2 separate regions of the Ovis aries genome follow, and region 2 is linked to region 1. The links are chromatin contacts, called in public Hi-C maps. All regions are on one chromosome and are shown on one strand. Each heading gives the region's core, a stretch centred on a gene start, on an enhancer-like site or on the middle of the called end of the contact. The rest is flanking DNA. Distances are from core to core; before and after follow the strand shown. Region 1 holds the start of KALRN (kalirin RhoGEF kinase). Region 2 overlaps KALRN (kalirin RhoGEF kinase).

The links. A called contact is a pair of places that touch in the nucleus more often than the background predicts.
Region 2: a contact with region 1 is called in a Hi-C map of hypothalamus, with 2.3 times the contacts expected there. The contact joins the enhancer-like site here to the promoter of KALRN in region 1. A contact is called at or near these places in 4 of 16 Hi-C or Micro-C datasets (hypothalamus, mesenteric adipose tissue, retroperitoneal adipose tissue and 1 more).

Annotation. Positions count from the first base shown.
Region 1 is chr1:189,283,618-189,290,971 of ARS-UI_Ramb_v3.0, forward strand. It overlaps KALRN (kalirin RhoGEF kinase), which reads left to right and starts at 3,484. Exons shown (of 59, transcript XM_060418677.1): 1 at 3,484-3,888. The coding sequence starts at 3,816.
Region 2 is chr1:189,327,590-189,334,943 of ARS-UI_Ramb_v3.0, forward strand. The region is part of intron 1 of KALRN (kalirin RhoGEF kinase); the gene reads left to right. Among named protein-coding and RNA genes, the nearest start is that of KALRN, 44 kb to the left of the region's middle. Within about 2 kb of position 2,787, at least 2 of the 54 cell types and tissues checked have an H3K27ac peak or open chromatin away from gene starts, as enhancers often do. A contact at or near this core is called in hypothalamus, where this site is marked.

The sequences.
Region 1 (7,354 bases), core at 2,234-4,733:
ATTTGTTGGCCTAAAATTATGTATAATATTCCCTTATTGTTCTTTTTACCTATCTATAATCTATAGTGATATCACTTCTCTTGTTTCTGCTAATACTAATTTGAGTCTTATCTGTTTCCTTATTGCAGTCTGGCTAGACGTTTATCAATTTTATTGATATTCTCAAAGAATTTTCTTTTAGTTTCACTGATTATTCTCCTAGTTTTTCTGTTATATATTTAATTTTTTAATGCTCTAATCTTTTAAACTTTCTATTCTTCTGCTTTGGATTTCTTTTGCTCTTAAGGCAGAACAGGAGATCAATGATTTGAGACTTTACAAAATAGGAATTTTAGTACTACAAATTTCCCTCTGTGTACTGTTTTAGCTCTGTTTCATAGATTTTTATATGATGCTTTTTCATCTTTATTCAGTTAAAAATGCTTTCTAATATCTCCACTGAGTTCTTAGTTGATCATGGGTTATTCAGAAGTATTTATTTAGTTTTCATATATGTGGTTTTTTTCATATATTTGTTATTAATTTTTAGCTTAATTCATTGTGTTCAGAGAATATTGCATGCTTTTTTTAAAAAAACAACTGAGGTATAATTTGCATGATGTTAATCTTCTTACATTTTTCAAAACTTGTTTTATGGCTTAGCAAAGAGTTTATCTTGTGTACTTGATACCTGTGTACTTGAAGAAAAATGTATATTTGCTGTTATTGAGTGGAGTATTCTATAAATGTCAGTTTATAGAATGTTGGTTGATAGCATTGATCAAGTCTTCCATATCCTTATTGATGATCTATTTCCTTATCAGTTATTGATCGAGATAGAGGTTAAAATTTGACTATAATTTTGAATTTGTCTGTTTCTCTTTGTTTGGTCTTATCAGTTTTGCTTCATATATTTTGAAATTTTCTTAGATGCAAAAAATTTTAGGATTGTTTGTGCAGTTGATTAACTGAAATGTCCCTTTGTACCCCTAGTAACAGCTTTTGCTAGGAAATCTTTGTCTGATATTAATATAGCCATGAACATTTAAAACCTTAATAGAAATTGCCAAATTTCCTTTTAAAATGTGTCATTTCATAAGTTTTTCCCCCATTCTGGTCCACATTTATTAAAAATTTGATATGAACTTTTCTCTAAACATGTTTCCTCTGAATTTGGGATGAGCTAATGCTCTTGCCTGGCTTCCCAGGTGGTGCTAGTGGTAAAGAACCCAATGCAGGGGACATAAGATACACAGCTTCGATCCCTGGGTTGGGAAGATCCCCTGGAGGAGGGCATGGCAACCCACTCTGGTATTCTTGCCAGGAAAATCCCATGGACAGAGGAGCCTTGCAGGCTGCAGTCCATAGGGTCACAGAGAGTTGGACTCGACTGAAGTGACTTAGCGCACATGCAGTGCTCTTGCCAGGCCTCTGGTTGTCTGTCTGCACAATGGTGCCAGTTCACAGCAGCTCTGCTGGCATGCGTATGTGTGGGAGTGCAGGCCAGAGTGTCAGCTTAGGGTAAAAGGGAAGGCAAAACTTAGAAAAGACAAAGGAGAAGTACTTTCATTGTCAGGGAAGGTGGTACGAAAAGGGGCATCTGGTTGCTTTAAGGCAGTTCAAGCTATTTGGACCAGATGAATTAGATCTCATGGCAATGAATTTGTGATGTCAGTCTCTATTAATAATTTTTAAGAAATGGGGCCTGATAGATGTACCCAACATTGTGCTGCTAAGTCACTTCAGTCGTGTCCGACCCTGTGCGACCCCATAGATGGCAGCCCACCAGGCTCCCCCGTCCCTGGGATTCTCCAGGCAAGAACACTGGAGTGGGTTGCCGTTTCCTTCTCCACCCAACACTGAAGACAGGCAACTGTACTTATTTTTTTCAGTGGGTGAAAAATAATTGTGACATTCAGTAAGGAAAGTAAGGAGTACAGGGAACCAGAAAGGGTTCACTAAAAACGCATTTAAATCTATTTGCTGTTAAGAGTTAGCTGGTTGTAGATCTGGAGAGGTTCCAGGTGCTTTACCTGGAAAGAGATGGAACCAAGTAGGTTACCAGTGATGACAGATCTGGGAGATTCTGGCTGGTGGGTAGCAGTCCATCAGCTTTACACTACATTATCTGATTTTCCTATTAGGTGTGTTTTTAACACATTAGGTCAGGCCACAGCCTCTCCATCTGTCTGGATGAGGTAGCAACAACAGCCTCCAACACACCACATTAAGTACTCAGGTCTAAAGAGCCTCTGTTTTGTAAGCTTTGCAGTCACTAGGACTATAAACAGAATACTGGCTAATTATTGTTTAATTATTGCTTAAAAACCAATTGGCACAATACAATCACTGCATTAATTACCCCATACAGCATCTGTTTTCTTTTTTGAGGTCTTCCCCATTCCTCTCCTGTCCCTCTCCCCACTTTAATTGAAATTCAGCTTGCTGTAACACCTCCTTTCTCCTGGCCAACTGGATCTCTCCATTCACACGAGGCAGAAGAACAAAACAGAGAAGGCCTCGGGGATTAGGGAGTTTGACAGCTGTCCAAGAGGAGCGTTGAGACACTGGCCAAGTACCGAGGCAGGACAGAGACAAATGGGAGACAGAAGAGGGTCACGGAGGGAAAGATAGGCAGGGGCACATCGCGAGAGAAATGAACTGGACAAAGAGTCACCGAGACAGGCAGAGGTGTTTACAGGGGCGCTGAAAAGAGGGGGGAAGGAAGAGAAAAGCTTTAAAAAAAAAAAACCAAACACCAAAAAACCAGAGGAACTAAGGAGAGTTGGTGAGGAAAATGCGAAAGGCTCAGGAGGTCAAGGAGACAGAAGGGAGCTTGTCGAGAAGGAGCGGGGAAAAGTCCAGCCTCTAGAGACAGATCAGCCCATCTTGGGGGACAGGCAGCTTGAGGGGGGTCGCGGCTCATACACCTGAGAACGGGGTGGGGTGGAGGAGGCGGCCGCCGCCGGGCGGGAGTAGGAACAGCGCTAGCGGCGAGGCTGAGCACGCGGGGCTCAGGCGTCCGAGCCCCCTCGGCAAGCCCGGCGTGCGCCCGGCGGCCCAGGACGCGCCCGGCGGCCCCGCCCCCTCCCCGGCCGCCTCCTTCGCCGGGGCTTTTCCTGCGGGGCTCAGGAAGCCGGCCTAGCACAGCCGCGAACAATAGCTCGGGGCCCGGGCTTGGCTCCTTGGAGAGGCCGGCGCGGGGAGGCGGGGGGAGGGAGGCGTCCGCGCCGCCGGGGGCCCGCGGCGAACCCCGGCCCGGGCCGAAGCTTCAGTTGAGCTCGGCGCTGCCCCGGGCATTGTTGGCCGCGACTGAGGAGCGGGAGCCGGGGGAGGAGCTGCGAGGCGGCGGCGGCTGAGGGAGCCAGAGGGGGAGCCAGAGAGCGAGCGAGGGAGGGAGGCTGAGAGCGTGCGGGCGATAGAGCGAGGGAGGGAGGAGGTAGAGAGACAGGGAGGGTGGGAGGGAGGAGGAAAAATAAAGAGGAGAGCCGAGCAGGGCTGAACAATAGAGACAGGCGGACGGGCGAGAAGGAGAGCCAGCTGCCGCTGCTGAGGGAGAGCGGGCGCCCAAGCAGCTCGGACCCCGGCCCGGGCAGACCGCAGGCGGCCAGCGCCCCCCGGGGAAGGGGGACCATGGGGGAGCCCGCGGCAGGCGCCCCCAGCCCGCCGTGCGCCTCCGCCTGAGGGAGCCTCGGCGTCCTCTGCCCCAGCCCAGCCGCCCCGGCCGGCCGCCCTCGAAGCCCGGTGTCCGCAGCCCAGCGCCCGCCGCCCACAGAGCAGCGCTCGGCCCCGGGCTTGGCCGCCCCCCGGCTGCCCGTGGACGCCCTCCCCCAGTCATGAACCCCCCGGAGGGGGCAGCGGAGGAAGGAGGAGCCGCCGACTCGGACGTGGACGCCTTTTTCCGGACAGGTAAGCTGGGCAGCTGGGGAGCTTGGGGGGGTGGGGCGGGTGGGGGGCTGCTGCCCTGGACGCGGCTTCTCGGACAAGTTTGGGGAACGAGACTGTTGCTGGGGCGGGCGTGTTGGGGGGTGCTGTCCCCCTCGTCGTCCGGGCCGGAGTTGCCGAGATTCTTGTTGTTATGGCAGTGCTGGTTGCGTTTTGGAGAGGGGTGGGGGCTGGGAGCTTGGCGCCCCTCGGCGTTCACCCCACTTGCGGGAGTCTGTGTGGGGAGGCGGGAGGCGGTCCCGGTGGGCCGCCTTCTCCCCGAGCGCGGGGATGGGGCGAGGTTGGATCACTTTGCAGCGCGCCGCTCTCGCTCCCGGCGCCCCCGCCCCTCCCTCGGCTCCCCCTCCCCCTAGCGCCTGTCAGCCTGGCTCTGGCCGCCCCGCGCCCGCACCCCTGCTCCGGGCCACGGGCCCCGGGCCCTGATATGCAAAGAAGGACCGGGAGTCGCGCAGGCTGCAGCCTGACAGTCAGGAGCGGGGCGGACGGTGGACCGCGGAGCCTGATGTGTGTGAGGAGCCGGGCGTCTCAGACTTAAGAGGCGGACTTGGCTGGGAAGGCGGTGGGCGCCTAGGACCTCGTCCTTGTCCTCCTCTTCTTCAGTGATGGGAACGCAGGAGCTTTTGATAAAAATCACTCATTCTGGACGTGTGAGTTAGCGTCCCCCTCATACACACCCACTGAATCTTTGCTTGCCTGTGGTATGTAGAGCTCCCCCGCCAGACCTGCTTTCACGGTTGTTCTTTGCCCCCGCCACCACCCAGTCCTGGGTCTGAGTCGCAGGTTCCTTGCCTGCACAGCCCTTTTCCCAGAGCAGATGCCGACCACTCTCCTCTCCCACCACCTGTGGCCCTGTTTCTCTGATAACCAGGGTTTCTCCATCTCCTCTTTACCTGTGGCTTCCACCAACTCAGTAGGTAGAGCTCCCCATCTTCCATATCTGGAACCATTTTGTCTGGAATCTTTGTCCCAAAGAGTCCAGTAAGTTATGGGGACCCCCTCTTTCTGTAAATTGGGTTAAAGCGCGTGAACTGGTGGGGTCAGGGAACAGGTTAGCTCTGGAGGCTCCCTGCACACCCATCTGTTTCCTAACCTCATTGCCCTGCCCTGGAGGTCATCTGAGGGGAAGGGGTGGGGTGCTTTGTTGGGGAGACTTGTGGCTTTAGAAGTCAAGAGTTGGTCGACCCATATGTTCATTTTCTAGTTGGTCTGAAGAGTAAAGAGGTGGAGGACAGGAGCTGATGCCAGAGCCTGGAGAAAACAGGAGCCCCTGTTATCCTACCCTGCTTCTCAGGGCTCAGCCTTGTCTCCTTGTTCCTTTTAACCAGTCGTGGTTTCTAATATACACTGCCGCCTGGCCCGTCCCCCTCCCCCCACCCTTACACTCACATATGCACTGCCCAGGAACCAAGGCACGAATTCTAAAAACGTGCCTGACCTGAGTTTATAACCTTAGATTATAGTCTAGGAGAGAGGTTCTGGGGGTTAAGGCCTATCTGGAAACATTCACCAGGACGTCTTCCCTGACTCCCCCACCTGGCCCCACTCCTGTCTCTCATCTGGCACAAAAGTCTGCCTTTCCTTAGTTCTGGGGAAAACTCCTGAAGTATGAGCTTTCCGACCTTCCCTTTCTGGACCTACTTTTATCTTTTGGCATCCATTCCTCCTTCCCATTTTCTACCATCCAAACAGTAGTTCCTATCCGTTCTCCTCCCAGGCACTTGGAGCAGATCTCAAGTTTCTGGAGGCTTGCTAATTTCTGACAAATGAATTCACACAGTGTTAATGGTGTTAATGACCTATAATGGTCCAATGTGTTACTTTTCCCAGGGCCTTTCAAAATACAACATGGGGCTTACATTGTCTAGCTCTGGCTAAAATCACAGAGTAAATAACTGACTGGGGACTGTCTCCTGTGGAATCCTGCTGGGGGTATTCTTCTTCCTTCTTGGGCAGCCTTATGGTGGGGGTGGGGGCTAGGTTTGATGTGCTCTTCAAATCAGAGAAGGGTGAAATCTACAACAGATAAGGCTGGAAATGACTGACAATGTGTAACAAGTTGTAAGAGGGGAGGCAGGCTATCTGTGGTAGGGTCTAGGACCACCATCCACCTGAGTGGCCCTCTGTGCTCTGCTTTCTGATCTTACTCCCTTCCAATCTCTAGCCTGGGGATTCTTAAACCTGTAAAAGACCATATTTCTTAACTGTCTCCTTTCTGATCCCCCAATCTTTATGGAATATAGTGCTCTACACCTGGTAGGTTGGACAGATTATAAATTTATTTAGTCGAACCACTGAGAAAGCTTCAAACACATTTTCAAAGTCCCTGGGGCCAGGGTTACCCCCTGCTTTCTGGTGGAAAATTTTGCTCATATAAAGACCAGACTGGCAATTGCTTTGTCAAAACTCTGGCATACTCTGCCTCTAATTAGGCATGTTTCAACTAATTCTGTCATTTTGGTTCCTTGTCCTCTTCTGGTTATTTTGGTACTTAAGTTTTTTTGATCATGGATTAAGCTACATTTTCTAAATCCTATATCCGTACATACATGTACATGGATAGATAGACACACAGAGAGAAGCACACACACCCCACAACGACACCCCAGTCTTACAGACTGGTATATTCTGTATTGTCTTTCTGGTGTATTCTATACTGTCTTTCTGGGAACTCTTTGATCCAAGCCTGGGAAAGTGTGTCACAATAATTATATTGATCATGGTTATGAGGCAGAGGAGGGGAAATATAGAAACTCAGAATTGGGAACAGAAAACCAACAAGGGCTTTTCAGCTCCTACTAAGGAACCTTCTGCTGTCCAGGGTGCTGTGGGATAGAAACGTTCAACGTGGTCTCTCTCCTCCAAGAGCTTTTAAAAGAAGATTGACAATTACTGCTCAATTAGAGATTAATTAACTGCTGAACATTATGGTGCTCTAAGATAAAAAGTTGGCAGAACTACAGAGGAGAGGGACTGAGGGTAGCCTATGAAGGAGAGATGGAGGGTAGGAGAAGAATCATGGACAAAATCTCAGGGAGGTTGAGGCATTGACATTGAGGATGCCGGGAAGATGGAGCAGAAAGTGTAGGGTAGGGAGGAATGGGAAACAGAGTTTGTTAAGTAGGACAAGACCAGATAGGGAGAGTCTTGGAAGCCCAAGAGAGAGGAGATTGGATTTGATTCAAGATTGGTAGGGAGTCATTTTAGGTTCTTGATCAAGGCTACATCCTGAAGAAACTGATATTTGGAAAGGTTTATCTGGGGGGTAATATGATAGATGGAGTTGATAAGAGAGAGGAACAATCCAAATGCAAAAGTGACCCAGAACTGAGGGAGAGGGGCTTGGCTGGGTTAGTGGCAGAAAGAATGAGGACTCAGGGACCACTCGGAGAGAAAGGCAATGTCAAAGGCATAAATATGGGAATTTATTGAC
Region 2 (7,354 bases), core at 1,537-4,036, 43 kb after region 1:
TCACAGTGCACCCCCTTTACCTCGACAGATTCATCAAAAACAGTTTTGTATGTTGACTCTCTGGGAAGCAGTTAGTGGCCGATTACTGGTAAAGCTAGGCTTGCTGCCAGTTTTCGTGCAGACTGTACCCAAGAACAGGCAGTGGTGACACTGGCACACAGAAGGGACTTCACAGCTTATGAAACGACACACAGACAGGTCTAAGCAAGCACTGCGCAAGAAGATGGTGAAGGGACAGCCGAGCCCTGAAGGGCTGTGGATCAGGGGCAGCTGTAATCAGTTACCTCTTGAAAAAGTCTTAAAAGCTACAGTTAGATTTGAGGAGAAAATCAAGAAAGGAATTACTTTGTTAGATCTAGAGGAAAGGAGACTTTGTTAGTACCAGCTGAATTTTGTTGAGTGTTTATTATGCACCAGCTGCTGTACCAAGCTCTAAACATGACCTAAAATGATCCCCAGAACTGCCCTTTGAAGTAGGCAAATGTTTTTTGCCGTCCATTTAACAAGTGAGGGTGTTGGGCTCTGTGTTTACTCACCTAGTGACTAGCAGCGCCAGCATTTGAACCTATGTATGTAGCCACTACATTACATAAGAACAAGTTTTAGCAGGTGACACAATCTAGAACTCTTTTTTTCCCCCTGCCTTCTCCAACAAAACACTGACTTCAAGCCCCAAAATGAAAGAGTAAGTTTTAAATTCCCATGATGCTAATGGTGAGTTGTTTTGCTTCTCGTTTTGAAGGAATGAATGGACTTGGATAAGCAGAGGTGGTGCTGAGAAAGTGGTACACAGCCTCTGACTATGTGGCAGCCACTCATGTTATAAGCAGTCGGAGAAGTGCGATAGGCAGATGTGGATCACAAGGAAGAGATGCTGAGCCCACCCAGGTTTGCATTTCTCTGGTTAGCTCCCAGCTGTAAGCCTGACCTAAGATGTATTAACATCTTAGAAATTAATTCAAGGGAGTAGGTCAATCCAGTCCTACTCTTGTTTGTTTTAGAATATTTGGTTCATAGCTTCAGAATGGTGTTTCTATGGATGTCTGCCTTTGGTTTATGAGTTTGAAGTTCTGTGTATTGAGTGGGCACTGCAGGTGAGGGAATAAGGGCCAGCCCATGGTGAACCTGACTGGCCAGAGTTTAACCAGATGTGGTGAACAGTCTCTCTGTTAGTCTATTCAGAATCATTTTCTGTGAGTTAAATCTGCAACTGTTCCTATTTTTCAAGCATATGCAGGTTTGGGGGCCCATATCCATAAGGTTCAGAGAATGGAGTCCAGAATTTGTCTTATCAAAGGAGAGGAGACTAAGGAATTGTCACGGGGCAGATAGATCCCATCACACTGAAACTCGGCCTTCTCTCTCACATCAACTCTTAGAACCCCAAAAGACCTTCCTATCATTTCTTTGGATCAGCAGTTCTTTTTCTTGCCTGGAAGAGTGTAGACCTGTGGAGTAGCTTTCCGATGCCTCCAACAGATTATTTATAAGAATATTATATAAGACCAGGTCTACTGTTCAGGCTTTAAGAACTCCACTTTTTTATTTCTTAATTTGAATGTGGTCAATTTTTTATTTTTTTGCTTGTTTCTGGTCTAAGTCAGCATACTGAAAAAGTGTTTCCCTGTCGCATCATTATTCAGTTAAAATAAATGTTTTTACTATAATCCCTTGCTAATAATTTCTTGGAAATTTATGGAAGTTACACCCACAGATTCTCTTTAATTCACATTAATGTTTACTCTAAAAAGTCTTACAAACATGCTTTGCTGTTATCAGCACTGTTCTGTTTTTTTCCTCCGATAGGTCATGCTTGCTTACACGCTTAGTAGTCCTGTTCACATATGTTTTGCTGGCTTTCCTGGTTTGAAAAATGAGAATTCTCCCTGGGTCTTTTCTTATGAATGGAGGCTACACGAGTACTCTGGCAGTTCTAGGGCACAAGTGACTTTGAAATAAGAGGTTACACATTTTGGTTAGCAGCTCTACAATTTCACCCTTGAATTCCTTCAGGACTGCCAGGTGGATGCCATATGGTCCTGGTGATTTACTTACACCTCGTTTGTCAGTCAGGTTCCTGAGCACTTAACTGCATTTTCAACCCTGACCTCAGCCCTGGCAATGGAGGAGGGCAAGTTGGGATGAACTTCCTTTCTTGAGGATACTTCTTGTACCAGGAGCAGCACCAACAGGTCCCCCGATTCTTCATCTCATTGTGTCTCTTTGGTGAAACAGACTAATCTCTGTGATTAGCTTTGACATTGGCATTCCTCAGTTTTATTTTTGGCTTGATTTAAGCTCCTGGGTCAGTTAGTTCCTGGCCTTTTCTCCTTCCGTGGCCTCTTTGAAATTTCTCTCTAGTCACACAGTGATGCTTTCCTCTTTGAGGTCTGCTATTGTGGTCCCCAGTCTCACCCCTTCTATCCTGGGAATTCTAATACTGTATTTTCAAAATATCCTGCAGGTATCTGTGGACTTGTGACTTTATAAGCTCCCCTCTTGAGTCTCCCCTTGCCAATGTGTGTGCATCTCTCTCTGGCATTTGGGGTTTAAGGTACCACTTGAGAAAGGCCTTGGAGGCAGGAGCAGGGTGAGCTGGGCAAGGGAGGCACTGTGCATTGTACTGAGAGGCCCTTTGGCAGTGCAGATGGAGAACTGAGCATGCTGTCCAGGTCAGGGCAAGCCCAGTTCCTGAGACTCATTCTCTGAGTCAGGATCTGTGCCCAGGGTGTACCAAAGCTTCCAGCCTTGGGACTGTACCCTCTCTCCTGCAGCATGGACTGTCTTCAGACTTCCCTTCCACACTCCAGCTCCCGAAGAGCCAGAGAAGTGATTGGCTAAAGCATTCTTGCCTGCATGCTTCCAATGATGAGGCCAGGATCTCTGCAGGACAGACTAGCAGAGAAGAAGCTAAAACTGCAGTAGGAGAAATTGATTTTGGACACAGGGGAGAATTTCTAAGGAGCTCAAGTGGGAGGCTCGAGGAGGTGGAACCTCTGAAAATATTGAGAATGTCTGTCTGTGTGAGCTGAGAGGCCAACCCAGCTGAAGCAAGGGCAGTGCGGGAAAGGACCTTGAGAAGATTCTAGGCTGAAGCTGCTGCTGGTCAGGATCTCCTCTACGCTCCAGCAGCAAGTGCCTGACCAGGGTTGTTAAGCTAATTGTTAAATTAGAGAGACTGGGGAAGTAAATTGCTTCCTGATGGGGTTTCTCTGACTATGTCCAAAGCTGATGTCATCTGTGAGTTCCTCCTGGTTGGGGGGGTGGGTATGGCGGGCAGGTCTGACACACGTTTTAATAAACCTTTTTCAGTTGCAGCAAGCCCCTGCCTCTCTGAGAGACCTGTATCCGCCATTGTGGGGAGTTCGCTGCCAACTTCTCTGTGCTCCTGTTTATTGCCCCAGTTCCTAAGCCTCACAACGATGGTGTTTTAGATCATCATCTTCTTAGGAATCGTGAACTCAAGTGCCCCAAGGAGCCAAACCATTAACCTGAGATTTTTGAAGCAGGCCTGTTGTAGATGATGAGTGGAGACTGTCAGGGAGCAGTTAGGGAGTGGCGGTGACTGTGGCAGACTGGAGAGGTGTCCCTTATCTCAGGGGAGCTGCAGCCGCTCAGCTCCAGCTGACTGATGCCATGTGGGAATGTGAGCTCCTTGTTGCCAGATCTTGTTTAAGAGAGGACTTAAATATGAATTTTCTTTGTGAAATAGCCTTGTTTTAAAATGTTGAAACTAATGCAACTTAAAGACTTTGTGTTAGTCAAACAAAGTCCATTAGCAGGATGAGTTCAGGCTGTGGGCCTCCAGTGTGCAATGTCTGATTGTGATCCAAACTGCTTATCTTATAGATGAGGAAACAGATCCAGGGAGGTTAAGCTTTTGGCCCAAGATTACAGGGAGCCAGGATTACTGCCTGGGGTGTGTAAGTCTCTCTAGCACTCCTCTGCTTCTTGGTGCTGATTTGGGGCCAGGCATTCTGTATGTTGGGGCAGGCTCGTTGGAGGAGACCAGACCTGGGGAGGCACTTTGGATGCCTCATGCCACATTATTGCTTTTGTGAGTCACTGGAGCTCAGGTGCTCCAAGTGTGGGGGATGGCTCCGGGAATTCACAGTTCCGGGAATTCTGCAGGTAGCAGCAGTGCATAGAAAGGTGTGGGGCTGGGTATTCAGGCTGCCCCTTGTTTTGGAGCTGTGTCCTTGGCTGCAGTCTGCCCTTTTCTTTCCCCCAGGCACACATGCACACATGCAGAGGCACTAGAGAAGCAGGCATATGCCACTTTTGAAGCCTTGCCCTCCATCACTCAGGTTTATACCTTGGGATTATACTAGACTGTCCCCACTCTTCCTGGATTCCTCAGCTTGGGGCCACCTTTCCAGTCTTGTTGCTGCTTTCCCTGTTCAGGAGTTTCGTGATACAGTGTTGGGACCATTGCAGTAGGCTTCAAGCCTGACTGCTCCTAACCCATTCTCCATTACTGTCTGATAAATCTTCAGTCTTTGACTGGGGCATGTTCCTACTCAAAGTGGCTCTGCATCCCAAGGGTAAAGTAACAGCTCCTTAACTTGGCACCTCGGTCTCCAAAGCCCTACGGCCTTGTTGTTGCAGTCATTAGCCTGGCCTAGGTGTGGACCCCAGCTCTGACACATATTGGCTGTGTCGTGTTAGGCAGTTTTCTTGACTCCTCTGAGCCTTTTCCTTCTCTGTAATAGGATGGCTTTACATAGTACTGTTTCAAGAAATAAAGGAAACCATGAATATAAAGCTCTTACCCTGCCACATATTGATTATTTAATTGAAATTTTTATTCAAGGGCCTCCAGACTCTGGTTCCAGCATTACCCGTCTAACAGCCTTAGCTCCAGCCACTTTGAACTGCTCAGTGGCCCCAGTGCCTTGCTTGTTTTCTCACTCCCTAATATCCATCCTGTTTTGGTTTTACTGTGTGTCTACTTCACAGTGTAGGTATTTGTGTCATTGACTTCTTCCCCCATTGCATGCTCTTTGAGGGCAGAGCCTGCATTTGACACATCCTGTACCACAGCGGCACGAGAGATGCTCAGGAAATGTTTGTGAAATGGATAAATAATATCCTCAGTGGAGCAGCTGCCTACACTTGGGCTCCACATCAGTTAATTAATTGATAATGTATGTATTTATGATAGTTTCATGAATATTTATTGAGTCCTACTGTGTTCAGGGGATTCAGTTGTAAAAGACACAGCTAGAGTCTGGGTCTTCCTGAATCCTGCCATGTAACCAGGAAATGGGCTAGTGCAGAGGGCACTGAAGTGAGTGTGGTAAGGACAGTGACAGGGTGAGGCCAGGGCTGTGACAAGGCAGGCACAGGATGCTACTGGTGCACACAGCAGGGGGCAGCCAACACAGCTCTAGTCTCCTGAGGGCTTCCTGGAAGAAGAGGCGTTTCACCTGAGATGCAGGAGGATGACTAACACCTTGACTCAGGTACATGGTTTATTGTGATAAAGCGGCTCTAAGTCTCGGTTTTAAGAAAACCTTGCTTTGTTTCCATTCACTCACAAGCTGTTACAGAGATAACTTTTTGAGAACCAGGTTTTCTGAAGTGATTTGTAACCAAGGCAATGTTTTCATTTTAGGTTGCTAGGGACTGGGACAAGGGTTGTTGATTGTATTCAAATTTTAAGCAACACCCAAGCTGACAGCTGTGTTGGAGAACAGAGTTTCTCCTTTCTTTAAGAGCTGGGTGGGAGATGATTCTCTTCTAATTGGGAAAAGATAATCACATACTTTCACACTGTCAGGGTGTGGGGATTCAGCAACTCGGTCTATTCTGTTTTTGTTTGTTGCTTGCTTGTTTTGTGGCTTCAATTGCGTGGATACAGAGGCAGGAAAGCTAGAAGCAGGAAATGGCTGGGGTGTTTCTCTGACCCTCGTGTTGGGTCTTCTGCTTGGGTAGGGAAGAAAGACTGTAGTAGTAGACACAATCTGCAGCTGCAGAGGAAGCAGAGATTTTTGCATTGAGGAGACGCAGAGATCTGGAACTGTGTGCAAGTCAGGAAACCTGACACCAGAGAGAGACCACATACGAAGATAAGGCTCTCTTTGTAGACCCTGTACAAAGGAAATGTACAAGAGGAAAGCAGGTGATTAAGAATCATTGTGATAGAATAATCAGAAAAATTATAAATTACACTTACATGTTCCTTTAAAGTGGGCTACATTGGGACTTCATGCTTGCATCTGTTCTTTTTAAATTTTTATTTAAAAACATTTCATAAAACTGCTTTTTTTTTTCACCGCAGCTAACATTTAGGACCCAGAGCCCAAGGCATCTACTGCCACCTGGTGGCAGAATACACCACCTGTGGGATTTGAAGTCGATGGGGGGTACACATTGATTGAAAACTGATTCTGCAGCCAAAATACAGAGTCGTAAAATATTAGAATTGTTAGGGATCTTATAGATCACGTAGTTTTGCTTCTAATGAAATCCAATATCTTTTCACATAGACTCTCTTACTTGAATGCCTCCAATAACAGGAAGCTCATGATCTTGCTTGACAGACTGTTCTGTTGTCATTCATTCTATCAGAGTGTTTCTTCTTTTTATTCATGTTTCATAGGTAGAATTACCTGTTTTTATTTATCCTAGTTTTTACCTCTGGAAAAACCCAAGATAAGTTTGCTTTGTCATCTGCATTATAACCCTTCAAATATTGGAAGCAGCCTGTCTGTCTCCCCATGATCTTGTTTTGAGGTTAAACAGTTGTGGTTCCTTCAGTCTTTATTCTGAAGTCATGCTTTTCAGGCTCTCTGTAGGCATTTCTTTTCTTTAGCTGCTTTCTACTTTGTCAGTGTCCCTGCCTAATTGTGCTGCCAGGCTTCGATCCAGCACAGCACTGCAGACTTGATCAGCTAAGTGATCCCTGGTCCCTGCAGGCTGCCTGGGCACCAGGCTTCAGATGCATTCTGGATAGTGTGAATTAGCTTTCTGCAGTCTGACAGTGCTGACCCCTCTTACATTTGTGGTAATGGAAAACCCAAGAATTTGTGTCCTTCCCCATATTTTTGAGCTTTTTTTTTTTTTAAAGCTAAAAGCAAGACTTGACTGTAAAATGAAAGCTAAGTCACATAGTTTAACACAATACATTCTCAATTTTGGGTGTTACAAGTAAAGTCAAAGCCCCTTTTTACTTCATACCAACTTAATTTCTCCCTGGAGGTAGATCCTGGTAGCAGATATCAGGGACTTTCCCTCCTTTCCATGTATTTACATATATGTCTATCTATCTGTGGAAATTATCTCTCTGTGTATATATGTCTGAGGTTAACATATAGGGCTTTTATATCATTTTGCAACTTTTTTTTTTCAT